Regions from separate parts of the Sus scrofa genome. Here region 2 is linked to region 1. A link is a contact called in public HiChIP or PLAC-seq data. All regions are on one chromosome and are shown on one strand. Each heading gives the region's core, a stretch centred on a gene start, on an enhancer-like site or on the middle of the called end of the contact. The rest is flanking DNA. Distances are from core to core; before and after follow the strand shown.

The links. HiChIP or PLAC-seq counts read pairs in DNA pulled down with a chosen protein or histone mark.
Region 2: an H3K27ac HiChIP or PLAC-seq map of skeletal muscle shows a contact between it and region 1. The contact joins the promoter of HUS1 here to the promoter of PGAM2 in region 1. A contact is called at or near these places in 1 of 5 promoter capture datasets (liver), 8 of 47 Hi-C or Micro-C datasets (embryonic fibroblasts, epiblast stem cells, mesenteric adipose tissue and 4 more) and 1 of 2 datasets of contacts at active chromatin or transcription factors (skeletal muscle).

The regions. Positions count from the first base shown.
Region 1 is chr18:48,705,745-48,713,168 of Sscrofa11.1, forward strand. It overlaps PGAM2 (phosphoglycerate mutase 2), which reads left to right and starts at 4,748. Exons shown (of 3, transcript NM_001134968.1): 1 at 4,748-5,215; 2 at 5,327-5,507; 3 at 6,839-7,005. The coding sequence starts at 4,802. The coding sequence ends at 7,005. It overlaps LOC106506850 (a long non-coding RNA gene), which reads right to left and starts at 4,452. Exons shown (of 2, transcript XR_001302456.2): 1 at 4,331-4,452.
Region 2 is chr18:48,519,312-48,526,735 of Sscrofa11.1, forward strand. It overlaps HUS1 (HUS1 checkpoint clamp component), which reads left to right and starts at 3,654. Exons shown (of 9, transcript NM_001136511.1): 1 at 3,654-3,778; 2 at 4,393-4,520; 3 at 4,617-4,793; 4 at 6,662-6,769. The coding sequence starts at 3,727.

The DNA of each region.
Region 1 (7,424 bases), core at 3,498-5,997:
CCAGGAGGTTGCGGGTTTGATCCCTGGCCTCGCTCAGTGGGTTAAGGATCCAGCATTGCCGTGAGCTGTGGTGTAGGTCGCAGACACAGCTAGGCGTTGCTGTGGCTGTGGTGTAGGCTGGCAGCTGTAGCTCTGATTGGACCCCTAGCCTGGGAACTTTCATAGGCTGTGGTGCAGCCTTAAAAAGACGGAAGAAAAAAAAAAAAAAAAAAAAAAGCTGGCTCCTTAACTGCTAGGCCACCAAGGAAATCCCAGAACTCCCTTTAATGTCATTTCTGCCAGGACAGCCTTCAAGAGTGTTAGAGTTTTTCTGACATGTACCTTAAAAGGCTTCCAGCCTCTTTGAATTACCCACCTCCAAAGCCACTTCCACATCGTTAGGTGTTTGGTGCAGCAGCTCCCCACTTCTCGGTAGAAGTGTGTTTCAGGATCCCAGGGCTGCCGTAGACTAGGAGGCTCAAACAACAGAAATGTATTTCCTCGAAGTTCTAGCGACTAGAAGTCAGTGCAAGACGAGGCGCTGCTGGCGGGTTGATTTCCCCTGAAGCTTTTCTCCTCAGTCCCTGCCTTGTTGCGTGTTCTGTCCATTTTCTCCAGCATCACTTACTGAAAGGCAGCCTTGTCTTTTCTCCATTGTCAGTTTTCTTCATCAGCATTTTAGAGTTTCGAGAGTACAGGTTTTTTGCCTCTTTAGGTAGGTGTATTCCTAGGTATTTTATTCTCTTTGATGCAATGGTAAATGGGATTGCTTCCTTTTTTTAATTTTTGTTTTTTTCCTTTTTAGGGCCACACCTGAGGTATTATGGAAGTTCCCAGGCTAGGGGTTGAATTGGAGCTGCAGCTGCTGGTCTACACCACAGCCACAGCAACACGGGATCCACATCGCATCTGAGACTTGTGCTGCAGCTTATGGCAACACCGGGTCCTTAACCCACTGAGCAAGGCCAGGGATTGAATCCGTATCCTCAGGGTGACATTGGGTCCTTAACCCACCAAGCCACCAGGGAACTCCCTTTTTAATTTTCTCCTTTTTTCCCTTGTGTTATTTCAAAATTCCTATCATCTGAGTCCATGCGCTTCTCTCCACCTGCTCTACTCTGCTACAGATGCTCTGTGCATCCTTTATTTCACTCAGTGAATTCTTTAACTAGAGACTATCTTGATTTTTTTAATGGTTTCTATCTACTTGGTAAAGCGCTTCCTAATATCACTGAGCCATCTTCCTGAGTTTTCGGACAGCACCTTGCGTATCTTGAAAAGAGCCATTTTGAACTCTCCATTGGCCAGACTGCAATAGTCTCTGGTTTTGAGCTTGATGGTAGAGTTTTTGGTGTTTTTTGGTGATGATGTATTTCCTTGATTTTTCACATACCTTGCAGTCTCGCTTTGCTGCTGTCCCATTTGAAGTAGGAGGCATCTCCTTACATCTTTACTGGTTGCCTTCTTATGGAGTATTATTTGTTGATGTAGCTTTATCTGGGCTTTCCTAGATTTTTGCCTGGGTGTCCTTCTCCGCTCTTCTTGCTCCCCCTTGTGGCAGAAGTATTAAGCTTTAATGTCTTATTCCTACAGCTCCTCAAGCTGGCTGCTGGGAATCTCTTGTTTCCAAGAAGGTGGTGCCATAGCTCCAGCTTACGGCTCACCCTTTGCCCACAGACCCTGGTCCATTCTCTGGGAGCCCTGTGATTACTGGACCTGCTCTAGGCGTTGCACCTGGGAGCACTCACAAGAATCTAGACCCAGAGTGGGTGCAGGTTGGGGTTGAGTGCTGAGGTGTTGGGGTACCTTCAGACCATGTGGGAGATGCTCGGTTGGGATATTCCCAAAGGCTTGTGGGGCCGACCCCTGCTAAAATCCTGAAGCAGTCAACAGAGTTCATGTCCCTTTAATCCTGGGAATTTTTTTGTTTTTTGTTTTTTAGGACTGCACCCATGGCATATGGACGTTTCCAGGCTAAGGATCAAATTGGAGCTGCATCTGCCAGCCTACACCACAGCTCAGGGCAATGCCGGATCCTTAACCCATGGAGCAAGGCCAGGGATCAAACCTGTGTCCTCATGGATACTAGCCAGGTTCATTACTGCTGAGCCATGTTGGGAACTCCCGAAAATGCTTTTTGAATGAATAGGAGTCAGCTTGGAGCCAAGGCTCAGAGGCTGGGTCTTCTCAGTCCCAGTGCTCCTCTGAGGTCTTCTGCTTTCTTAACATCCCCCGGACAGACTCGTCCTCACGCAACCCAAAGCCACCACCGCTACCAGGGCTCTTGGCCTCCACGCCTGCCTCTCCAGCTGCAAGTGGCTTCAAACTCTCCAGCGACTCCCATTCCTCAGGGCACAAGGCCCAGCCCCTCCATGACGCTGTACCACGCACCTGTTCATTGTCCTGTGGGGACTGGTCCTTTGGCGGCTCCTCTGCCTGGGACGCTGTCTCCCATCCTAGCTGAGTCCTTTGCTTTCTGCTGTTTCTAAATGTCACATCCAAGGGGCTGTCTCTAGCCCCCCATCCCCTGCCTCCCAGCAAAACCAGTGCCCTCTCACCTCCATCTCTCCCCACCCATTATTTAACTCCTTCCTAGTAGTCAGGATGCACTAGAAGAGCTGGTTGTTCCTATTTTCTGTCGACGTAAATCAAAAAGGAAAACGAGGGGAGTTCCCATCGTGGCGCAGTGGTTAACGAATCCGACTGGGAACCATGAGGTTGCGGGTTCGGTCCCTGCCCTTGCTCAGTGGGTTAAGGATCCGGCGTTGCCGTGAGCTGTGGTGTAGGTTGCAGACACGGCTTGGATCCTGCGTTGCTGCAGCTCTGGCCTAGGCTGGTGGCTACAGCTCCGATTCGACCCCTAGCCTGGGAACCTCCATATGCCGAGGCTGCGGCCCAAAGAAATAGCAAAAAAAGACAAAAAAAAAAAAAAAAAGGAAAATGAGGGAAGCTCCAAAAGACGAGGAGCAGGGGTAGCAGAGGGCCTGCGATTCGGGAAAAATCTGCAGCAAGTACAGGGGAGTCTGCTGACAGTTTGGAACGGGTTGTATTTCTGAGCAGGGATGTAAAGAGAGTGAAAGTTTGCTTTGAGTCAGTTGATTTTTTTTTTTTTTTTTTTTGTCTTTTCTAGGGCCTGGCCATGGTCAAGAGGACAAAAAGCAGACAATACGTAGAGCTGTGGTTTGAATCAGGACAGCGCCGGAGCGGCACGACCTGCCCGTGGCACTGCTCAGAGGGCGGCCTCCACCTCCAGGCTGGGGTGCAGAGCCTCCGTCTCCGGACCCGGAGCTGGGAGCCTCTGCACTGGGCGGGCAGCGGTGCTGGAAGGAGCGTCAGGACTTCTCTCACCTCGGTGAGAAGTGGCCTCCTACCCACTCTTCTATTTTCAGAAATGTGACATCGGGGTGGGAGGAAGTGGGGGGCTGTGGATGGGGCCCCCCGGGAGGGTGCAGCTGCAACTTGGCATCTCGACCCTGCTTGGTTTCTTCACAGCCCAGGCCCCAGTGGCCCTTGTCCCCAACACCTGAAGGCAGAGTTCCTGGGCCTGCACCCGTCTACACCGTCGCCTAGTCCCAACCTCAGCCTACCTCCGGGTGCTCCTGGTAAGCTGGGCACAGACCTAACAACCAGCACCTCTGATCCTGGGGCCCCTTGGGGACATGAATCCTGAATTTCATCTTTCTTTTTGGCCGTGCCCATGGCACGTGGAAGTTCCTGTGCCAGGGATCGAACCTGCACCACAGCAGGTTGAGCCACCAGGGAACTCCTTGTTTTTCTTTTTAAAGGTAGTTCTAGCTGGACGGAATGAGCCGGGCTAGGTGGAGTGTGGCAGGCGTAGATGAGAATTCAGCAAAGGGACACGGGAGGAGAAAGCCCTCTGCTCCTCTCTCTGGTCCAGGCAGCCAGGCCCGCGGTGCTGCCCAGCTCAGCCCTTGCCCCCCACTGCTGCCACCTCCCACAGGGCCGGACCTCCCTCAGGGCCACGGCTCTCGCCCTGGCTCTGCCCTCAGCAACATTTCCTCCTCCTCTGTCCCTTGAGGGGACTAGTGCAGGGGATGGCTCGGCCGATTCCAGCCCGGCTGTCAGCCCCAGGCTCCCACAGGGCTCCTCCTGTGAGCCAGCGGGACAGAGGAACCCGAGGGAAGTCCCAGCGGTATTCAGACCCCATTCCTGGGCGGGCAGAGCAGAGCCTCTGGGGGATCCTCCTGGCAGCTCACACATGCACACGCATGCAACACATACACGTACCCACGGTTCTACACGCACTCACCGTGCACGCGCACGTGCGTGGGCAAACACACACGCACGTTCCCATCCCCGGCTCCCTCTGACACCAGGCTACTGTCCTTACCCAAAAGCAGGCTTGGCGCCGGCTGTGCTGAGGGACCAGGAGGAAGTGGCTGGGGTTTTTCTGCCCCTTGCCCGACAGCGTCAGGGCCCCTGGGAGCAGGGATGGGCTGATGGGGCTGGAACGCCAGCCTCTGGGGGAGTCCTGCCCTGGAGAGCCCCTCTGTTCCTTCGGGCCCCCGCCTCTCGGGCTTGACGTCTGCCCTCCATGCCCAGCCCTGCTCGGAAGCCCCACCCAGCCCGGGCTCCGGACCTGTGGCGACTGGTGGTGGGTGAGGCTATTTTAAGTCCAGCTCTTGGACTGCCTGACACTCGGCTCTGCTACTGGCCACCTGCCGCTGCCCATCAGACCTGGAATGCTAATTGGCAGTTGGCCTGGGTGGGGGCAGGGGACAGACTGTTATAAAGCTGGGGGTGCCCGGGAGGCACCTGTCCCTGTCTGGAGCCTGCCACCGTCCCCGCCACCACCGCCACCATGGCCACCCACCGCCTCGTGATGGTTCGGCACGGCGAGAGCACCTGGAACCAGGAGAACCGCTTCTGCGGCTGGTTTGACGCGGAGCTGAGCGAGAAGGGGGCCGAGGAGGCCAAGAGGGGGGCCCATGCCATCAAGGACGCAAAGATGGAATTTGACATCTGCTACACGTCGGTGCTGAAGCGGGCCATACGCACCCTCTGGACCATCCTGGACGGCACGGACCAGATGTGGCTGCCCGTGGTGCGCACCTGGCGCCTCAACGAGCGGCACTACGGGGGGCTCACCGGCCTCAACAAGGCGGAGACGGCCGCCAAGCACGGGGAGGAGCAGGTGAAGATCTGGAGGCGCTCCTTCGACATCCCACCGCCCCCCATGGATGAGAAGCACCCCTACTACAGCTCCATCAGCAAGGTGGGCTGCTGGCGGGCGGGGGGAGGCCTGGGGATGGGGGCCTTCGGGACGGGAGCCCGGGCGGGGCCGGGGCAGCTGTCTGGGGAGTGAACGCAGTGTGGATGCCCCCAGGAGCGGCGGTACGCAGGCCTGAAGCCCGGGGAACTGCCCACGTGCGAGAGCCTCAAGGACACCATTGCCCGGGCCCTGCCCTTCTGGAACGATGAGATCGCGCCCCAGATCAAGGCAGGCAAGAGAGTGCTCATCGCAGCCCACGGGAACAGCCTGCGGGGCATCGTCAAGCATCTGGAAGGTGAGGCCCACCCTCACAGGCAGGCCGGGTGACACAGTCCCCTGAAACAGTCAGCCCCCTTTCAGCAAAGGCCCAGGTGCCTTGAGGCAGCTTTGCAGGCACCGGCATGGGGGGTGGGGCTCCAAACTGACTTCAACTGGGCGGGTCGAGAGGCCGTTTGAAAAACAGCTTTGTAAGCATGTTCATTGCTGTGTGTACTGGGACGCGGCGGAACATGAGTGTTCTGGAGCCGGTGGGTGAAAACGCCTGCCACTCCTGACCCAGGCCCAGCCATCTACACAGGGGCTGAGGGGTCCCCGGCTGGCCCTGTGTCCTAAACACCAGCCCCGGGCGAGAGGAGGGAAGGCCAGCAATGGCATCTTGCCCAGAGGCCACCCAGGAAAAGGCAGGGCATCACTTTGCTGAGTGACCCTGGTCCAGTCACTCCCCCAGAAGCTGCTGGATATGGGACCCAGGCCAGGGCCCTGTCCCCCTGCTCACACCCACTCCAGGCAAAGACGAGTGGGAAGAAGGGCACAGGGGGTGGAAAACCCTAGAGACCCTCAGTTGGCCTTCCGTTCAAAAGGCAGCAACCCCTCCCAACAGGACAGGTTCCCCACTGAGGCCCCAGCCCGCCGTCCCCAGAATGCAGGGTCCCTGGACGCCTGGCAGCTGGCACTGAGCCTAGCAGACGACGGACCGTGTTGGGCCCTTCCCTCTGGGCTTCCTGCAGCCCCGACTAGAAAAGGGTCTCCTCCCACTGCCCAAAGCGCTCTCCAGCCCTCCTTGCAGCAAGGGGCTGGGGTGGCAGGAATACCAAAGGTCAAGCTGCTATTCCAGGCCAGGCCTGCGGGAGGCTGGCAGGGTTGGGTTTCCACAGGAAACTCTTCTTCCCACCTGGCAGGGCCTCCAGGGCCCCTCGGCCACAGGCGGCCCTTGGGCCTCTCCCACCCCCTTCCTCGGGAGCAGCCCTGCTCCTCTGCTTAGGCTATCGCGACATTAAAAAGAAACCGCATGGTTAACGTCCTTTCTGAACCCAAACCCGAACGTCCCCAGTCTGGCTAGAGCTCACGTTGGGCCAAGGGGGCCAATCACCCCCCCCCCCGCCCCCATCAAGATAGCTCAGATGGAGCGAGGTCCTGGTTCCCCACAGCTATTTCTGTAGGCTGCTGTCTCAGTGCAGGCTTGACCTTCTCTAGGCGTGTCCGTGGCCTTGCTCTCAGGGCGGGAGGGCTGCTGCCTGGCTGACAGCTCTGTGGCCGGTAAAGGTCACGGAGCCTGCTGAAGGCGAGAGCAGGTGGCGGCGGGGCAGACAGGCTGGGAGGGGCTCAGACCCTGTCTCTCCCGTCCAGGGATGTCCGACCAGGCCATCATGGAGCTGAACCTGCCCACAGGGATCCCCATCGTGTACGAGCTGGACCAGGCGCTGAAGCCCACCAAGCCCATGCGCTTCCTGGGCGACGAGGAGACGGTGCGCAAGGCCATGGAGGCCGTGGCCGCCCAGGGCAAGGCCAAGTGAAGGGGGGGCTCTGGCAATAAAGGCACCTCACCCCATCGCCTCAAGTCCAGTGTGGCCCCGGGACGCCTGGCTGGGGGGCCGGCAGAGGCCCACTCCCCAGCACTCCCTCGGGGGTTGCTCCACAGGCCCGGAGCCTGGGAGCCTCACACCCGTGGCCTCAGGCCCCCACGCCGCACCCAGCCCACCCCCACTGGGGGTGGGGACCTTGGGGACCAGGCTCTCTGGTTATCAGGTGGCTCCTGACAAGCCCGGAAAGTTGAAGAGCCACCTGGTCTGGTGACCCTGACCTAATCAGTGCCTGGGGTCATCTGGGCAGAGCCCAAGGCACCCAGCCCTCCTCAAAACGAGCACGCGCTGTGGCCTTGGGACCGGTCATCCTCTGCTGTCCTGGCAGCCCCAGGGTGGGAAGGGCAAGGGGG
Region 2 (7,424 bases), core at 2,404-4,903, 190 kb before region 1:
TTAGAAGATGGTATTTTTCAACATTCTTTTTTTTTTTTTTTTTTGCTGTTCAGGGCTGCACCCTCAGCATATGGAGGATCCCAGGCTAGGGGTCAAATAGGAGCTACAGCTGCTGGCCACAGCCACAGCCACAGCCACGCCAGATCTGAGCCACGTCTACACCACAGATCATGGCAACGCCAGATCCTTATCCAACTGAGCAAGGGCAGGTATGGAACCTGCGTCCTCATGGATCCTAGTCAAATTCGCTTCCACTGCGCCACAACAGGAACTCCCAGAGAGCTTCATGTTGGTGAGCACGTGGAGGTCAGGAAGGAGTGGCAAGCTCTAGGGAGCATGGAAGCTCTGTGCTTCTTCCTCACACGTTGTCCTCTGCATCTCTTCTGGCTGGTCCTGAGTTACATCCTTTTATAATAAGCCAGTAATATAGTAAGTAAAATATTTTTCTTGAGTTCTGTGAGTGGCTCTGGCAAAATAATCAAATCCAGGGAAGATCATGGTATCCCAATTTATAGTCCTTTGATCAGAAGCTCAGGTGACATTCTGGACCTGTGAATGTCATCTGAATGGAGGGGGCAGTCTTTTGGGACATGTGGGGTGTGACACCATCTCCAGGTAGATAATGTCAGACTTGAATCATAGGACACTCAGCTGCTGTTGGAGAATTGCTAGGGGTGGGGCCAAAAAAACCCAAGCATTGGAATTGGTGTCGTAGTATCATTAATGACATAGATAGAAATAATTTAAACTTCGTGGCCCTCGAACATTGAAGACCAATGGAACAGACAAAAAAAGTCTACTTCTGATATTTAGACATATAATGTTATAGCTATGTCAGAACATAGTCTATATGATAAAGGCAGCATCTCAAAATGGATGGAAAAAGCAAACAAATGGCTTGGAACAATTATCTAGTCATTAAGAAAAGTGTATCCATACGTCTCAGTTTGCAACATCATGAATTCCCAATATGGTAGAAGATGTGCAGGTGTAATGAAACCATAAAAAGTAGAACAAGACTTGAAATAACTTCTGTATAGGTTTGGATAAAGGAAGATCTTTTTGAATGTGACTCAGACTTGAGAAGTCACAAAAGAAAAAAAGTTCTACTACATCCAAATGAAACACAGCACTTAACAACTGCTGACCCCCCACTCTGGGGGGAGGAGCCCTTGGAGCCCCAGCCCCCAGCACTGTACCTGACACATCGAACAGGCTCCCCAGATGCTAATTTTTTATATTATTATGAAATCTATTGAAGTTTTTTTTTTCTTTTTTCTTTTAGGGCCGCACCTGCAGCATATGGAAGTTCCCAGCTTAGGGGTCGCATCGGAGCTGCAGCTGCCGGCCTGCACAGCTACAGCCACAGCAACGTGGGATCCTTAACCCACTGAGGGATGCCAGGGATAGAACCCACATCCTCGTGGTACTGGTCGGGTTCTTAACCTACTAAGCTACAACATGAACTCCTGAAGTATTTTTTAACATCTGAAAAATGAGAAGAGGGAAGCTCCCTTCTGGTACAATGGGTTAAGGACCCAGCATTGCCACGGCTGTGGTGCAAGTTGCAACTGCAGTGCAGGTTCAATCCCGGCTGAGGAACTTCTACAGCCAATAAACAAACAAACAGAACCACAAAACAATTTTTAAAATAAAATAAAAGCCGAGAAGAGTTTTTGAAGAACTGCTTAAGCAAAATTCCTCCTTAGGCTCGTATAATTCTCAAAAGACGTTCACTCAGGCCACCCCAGACTATGCTTTCCCTCATGTGACAGTTTTCTCCTGTAAAGAAGAAGAAGAAGAAAAAAAAGGGCAAATACTGCCTGTCGGGATTGATGCAGAACCTCTGAGCTATGCCAGTCTCGTCCCCCTTGGGTAAATTTTCCATCATTAACTGGTAACAACAGGACTGCAAATCTTCCTCTGGGACTGGAGGGAGAAGCAGGCACCTGACAGGCCCTGGCAGATGCAGGGCTGGGTGACAGCTAGTAAATACATGATACTTATGTGGGTAGAGTTCGCCATCTCTGCAGCTACAAAAACATCAGTTTCTTACTTCCAACTCCACAGCTGACTGATGTACTCTAATTATATTTCTGTGTTCAAGACAAGGTCATTTCCTTGCACAATAAACAAACGTAATGAATAACATCAATACCGCTCTCCAGATCATCCTGTGACTGAATTACTAAACCCCTGAGGTTTGCCCATTTTTTAAATGAGAAGATAGTATTAACTAGACAGACAACAATATGAAAACTCAGTAGCACACAGGCTTCTAGAGAGCTCTAGTGATCTCATTCCCTGCCTCCAAATTGTTTGGAAAAAATGTAGCTAAGCAGTGAAATAGCATCAATATAGTCACCCATACGGAAACTACTGAATTATTAATTTGCTAAACCTATTTAAGAAGACTGGAAGAAAACGTAAGATCCCTGTTTTCTTTCAAGAAAAGATTGTTACAGCTTAATTTCAAAATTCCCTGTATTATTTGGGCCTTTGTACAGCATATATACTCACATATCTTCTTAGGAAGTTTAAAAAAAAACTTTCTATTTTTGGGGGGTTAATATCGCCAAAAAGTTAATTTTTTTCCTTTTTTTTTTTTTTTTTGTCTGTCTTTTCTAGGCCTGCACTGGTGGCATGTGGAGGTTCCCAGGCTAGGGGTCTAACCAGAGCTATAGCCGCCAGCCTATGCCAGAGCCACAGCAACGCCAGATCCGAGCCGCCTCTGTGGCCTACACCACAGCTCAAGGCAACGCCGGATCCTTAACCCACTGAGCGAGGCCAGGGATCGAACCCACAACCTCATGGTTCCTAGTCGGATTCATTAACCACTGAGCCATGACAGGAACTCCTAATTTTTTTCCTCTTGAACAAATCAACTCAGTCATTTATGGTTAGACAATTTTCCCCAAACACCCAACACCATAGATGTTGTTATGCCTAAAAAAAATGGTTTTTTTTAAATGGCAAAAAACTAAGTGATTTAAGGTAAATATCAATATATTATGAAACACTGTTTACAAAGCTTGTTCAGATACATTATTTAATCACATCCATGACTTCCAGAGCAACCACTTCATCTAATGATTTATTCTTTTCTTAGGGGCGCAGCTGCAGCATATGGAAGTTCCCAGGCGAGGGGTCAAATGGGAGCTGCAGCTGCCCGCCTGCCCCAGAGCCACAGCAACTCAAGATCTCAGCCTCCTCTGCCACCCACACCACAGCTCATGGCCACTCTGGGTCCTTTAACCCAGCGAGCAAGGCAGGGACTGAACCTGCCTCCTCGTGGATGCTAGTGACCTTTGAGCCACAACCGGACTCAAATTTGAAATTTAAAGCAATTTTAAAGCAACATGAGGGGAGGTTCTAAAGCTCCCCCACATCAGAGGTGTATATTTAAGCGATCGTTTCACCTAATACTTTATAAATAAAGGATTGACTTTATTTCTGAGGTTCTGAAACAGCACTGGAAATAAGTATCGCAAAAGTTCTTTCAAGTTGGGCCGCCTCGGAACCACTTCCTGCACCTGAGGGCGGGTGATGGCGTCACTTCCGGCAGATGCTGCCACACCCCGGGGGCGGGACCCAAAGGCCCGGCTCCCCGCCCCAAAGAGGCGGGCGGAACCCAGGGCGGGGCTGCGGCGTTTCCGGCGGGAAGCTTAAGGCGGGACGCACTGGAGTGTGTCGCCGGCAGACGCCCCCGGCGGGCCGCGTCCCGCCATGAAGTTTCGGGCCAAGATTGTGGACGGGGCCTGTCTGAACCACTTCACCCGTGAGTAAGCGGCCGCGTCGGCCCAGGTCGTGGAGAGGAGGGCAGAGTGGAGGGAGGGCGGCCGGGAAGGAGGCAGTGCGCGCGGCTGGGGCCCTGCGAGGAGGGGCGGGGTGGGGCCGAAAGGGATGGGGGCCCAGCCGGAGGCTGGCGGCGGGCGCAGGTGGACGTGAATGGTTCCTAAAACCGGACTTGCCTTGCGTGGCTTTCCTTAAACTGGTCGCCGGCCCCTAAAGACGCAGACCTCTATTTCCACTCCGGTCCCAGAGCGCTCTCCGCCCCTGCCGGCCTAGTCTTGCCCCCTGCAGGACCCAGCGGCCGCAGGTGGGCCCGGAATGAACGAATGCGACCGATCGGCACCAGTTAGCCTCTGAGTCTGGGTTTCTTTCTTCCAGTCCTGAGGGCGGCGGGCGATGCTACCGTGCAGGCCTGTTGAGAGGCTGGCGTGACTTCAGCGGGATAAAGCGGTATTCCCGGTGGGTCGTAGTGTAAACGGGATTTTCTCCACCGGGAAAGCGCACCATGCCGAACTGAATCGGGAGTTCTGCAGGCTGACGTGGCGTCTGGGATACTCGGCCTGCTTCTTAGTGATTTCTTATTTTAACCCTTTGCTATAGGAGTCAGTAACATGATAGCCAAGCTTGCCAAAACCTGCACGCTGCGCATCAGCCCGGATAAGTTGAATTTCATCCTCTCTGACAAGGTGGCCAATGGAGGGGTGAGCATGTGGTGTGAGCTGGAACAGGTGAGTGCCAGCTCCTGAGAGGCCTGCAGACTCCCCCTAAATGCCATTGGGAAGGGCGTACATGTCCCCCCCTCCCGCCGCCTTTTTTTCCCTTAGGAGAACTTCTTCAGCGAATTTCAAATGGAAGGTGTCTCTGCACAAAACAACGAGATTTATTTAGAGCTAACGTCGGAAAATTTATCTCGAGCCTTGAAAACTGCCCAGAATGCCAGATCTTTGAAAATCAAGCTGACTAATAAACACTTTCCATGCCTCACAGTTTCTATAGAGCTGGTAAGTAGGAAGGGATCGTTTCTTAAACTTCCCAGAAGGAATTAGAAGTTATAAGCCTAGGCATGTTAACGCTATGTGGGAAGCTAATTGGTTTTATTGAAATGAAAGGTCTGTCCTCCTTGTGTTTATTTTTTATTTTTAAGGTTTTTTTTTTTTTTTTGCTTTTTTAGGGCTGCACCCACATCATATGGAAATTCCCAGGGCTAGGGGTCTAATCGGGGCTACAGCTGCTGGCCTACACCACAGTCACGCAGGATCCAAGCCGCATCTGCGATTTACACCAGAGCTCATGGCAACGCCATTGCAGATCCTTAACTCTGGATCCTCAACCTCTGAGCGGGGCCAGGGAGCAAACCCGAATCCTCATGGATCCTAGCCACCCAGATCCTCCTTGCATTTAAATGACATTGTTATCATGTACTGTTCAAGTAGGATCCTGCTTTGCCTATGAAATAACACATCTGCATCTTTTTTCTTAGATTTGCATATTCCAGCATCTCCATTTCTTTCTTTCTTTTTTTGTATGGTACATGGTTCTTTTTTTTGTTTTTAATTACTCAAATGAATTGATCACATCTGTCATTGTATAATGATCATAACCATCTGATTTCACAGGATTTCCATCCCACAGCCCAGGCACATCCCCCCACCCCCCAGCATCTCCATTTCTTTTACTGGTATTGTCACCCAGTCTAGAAACAGTTGTTTCTCTCCATTTTCACCTTTCAAGTGTTTGTGTGTCCCTCCCTTCTTCCCCTCTTCTGCCATTAACACCTTTTTTTTTTTCTTTTTACAGTCACACTTGAGGCTTTGCAAATTCCCAGGCTAGGGGTCAAATTGGAGCTGTGGCTGCCAGCCTGTGGCACAACCTCAGCAACACCAGATCTGAGCCGCATCTGTGACCCACACCACAGTTTGTGGCAACTCCAGATCCTTAACCCACTGGTAGAACGAGGCCAGGGATCGAACCTGCATCCTTTCAGAGACAACATCAGGTCCTTAACCTGCTGAGCCACAACGGGAACTCCTGTGTACTTTTATTTGATGTGTGAGCACTGCATTTAATTTAGTGCTCTATGGAGGAGGATTCCTTTTCTTCATACTTTTTTCTCAGCTCTTGGCAGTTAGGCAGTTCTTAGAGCTAATCAGAGTATTTCACCTCACAATGTAAGTGTAGTATGGTTCTCCAGATGCTTAAAGAAAAGCAAAATAGCAACATATACTGCTTTTCTATCTTGAAGTGCAGGATATCTTGCTTCATTATGAGTCTCATAGGAGCCTCTGCACATAGACAAGCCTAGTTTTATCCTTCCAGTGCTTTTGCACACTGAGTGTCCCCTGCACACAAAAGGGTCTCTCGGTCCCTTCTACACCCCTTTAAGAGTTGTGTGGTGTCTGAAAAGCCTCACGACTTTACACACGCTGTTCCCCTGCCTGGGAGAACACTGTGCCCCTCGTCCCTATTTTTCTGTGGCTGACAGCTTCTCCTTGTTCTGGTCCGATCTGAAACATCACCTCTCAGAGAAGCTTTTTCTGATCTCCTAGCTAAGAACCTCTTCACATGCTCACCTGGTTGCTGTTTGACTGCAGTAGTGATTGTACATATTGCATCAGCTCACACAGTTTGTGCGTTCTCTTCCTTACTGACCCATGCGTACCGTTGGCACCTCAGGGACTTTATCTTGTTCTTGTTGAGGACACTTCCAGCTCCTAAGAGGACCCAGAGCTGGAACAGCACCCCATTAATATGTGCTAAATGGACTCTGATGAGTGACTTGAGAACATTCTATTAAATTTGGTATCAACTTTTTTTGTCTTTCAGTTCTTTTTTCAAGTTATAAAAATTGTTTAAATTCTTCTCTTGGCAGTTATCCTTGTCAAGCAGTAATCGCATTGTGACACATGACATCCCCGTAAAGGTTATTCCTAGAAAACTGTGGAAGGACTTACAGGAACCTACAGTCCCAGAGGCTGACGTGAGTGATGCCTAGTGTCTCTCCTCACCGCACAGTAAATGGTGTGATTGGAAGTCTCTGATTTCAGTTATAGTCTTGCCGTCTGTTTTATTTAAGAGTTGTGTGGTGTCTGAAAAGCAAGGGGCATTCATTTTTAAAGGATACTCCGGGGGAAGAAGTTGGAATATTTGCCTTTAGTTGCTTACGTAAAACATCTTAAAATAGTGTTGTGTATGACAGAAACACCACGCCCTTTACAGTTAGGAGATAGTCTTGCTCAGTAATGGCGCTTGGAACTAAAGTGGCACGTGGAGGACGTTGCACCTCTCGGGAGCGATGGTCCTTGGCACCAGGGTGCGTTTCTCAGGACTTGGTTTTTTCTTTGTCTTGTAAGGAGTGATGTCCCAGGTGTGTGTAAGGGCCGAAAGGAGAGGCTGTTTTAGATCTTCTGACACAAGCCCGAGAGCCGCTGGAAATGAAGGTGATCCCAAAGGGTCCTTTGCCTCCTGCTCCCAATTCGCTGAAGAAGAGATTGTGAACATACACTGAACGGAGTCGTTACCCGACCTCTCCTGGAAGACATCTACACTGGGAAAAAGCCGGCACTGTTGTATCCCAGTCTGAGCCCTGCCGCGGCGCTGCCCCATGTTTTGCACAGAGTAGGAGAAGGCCAGGT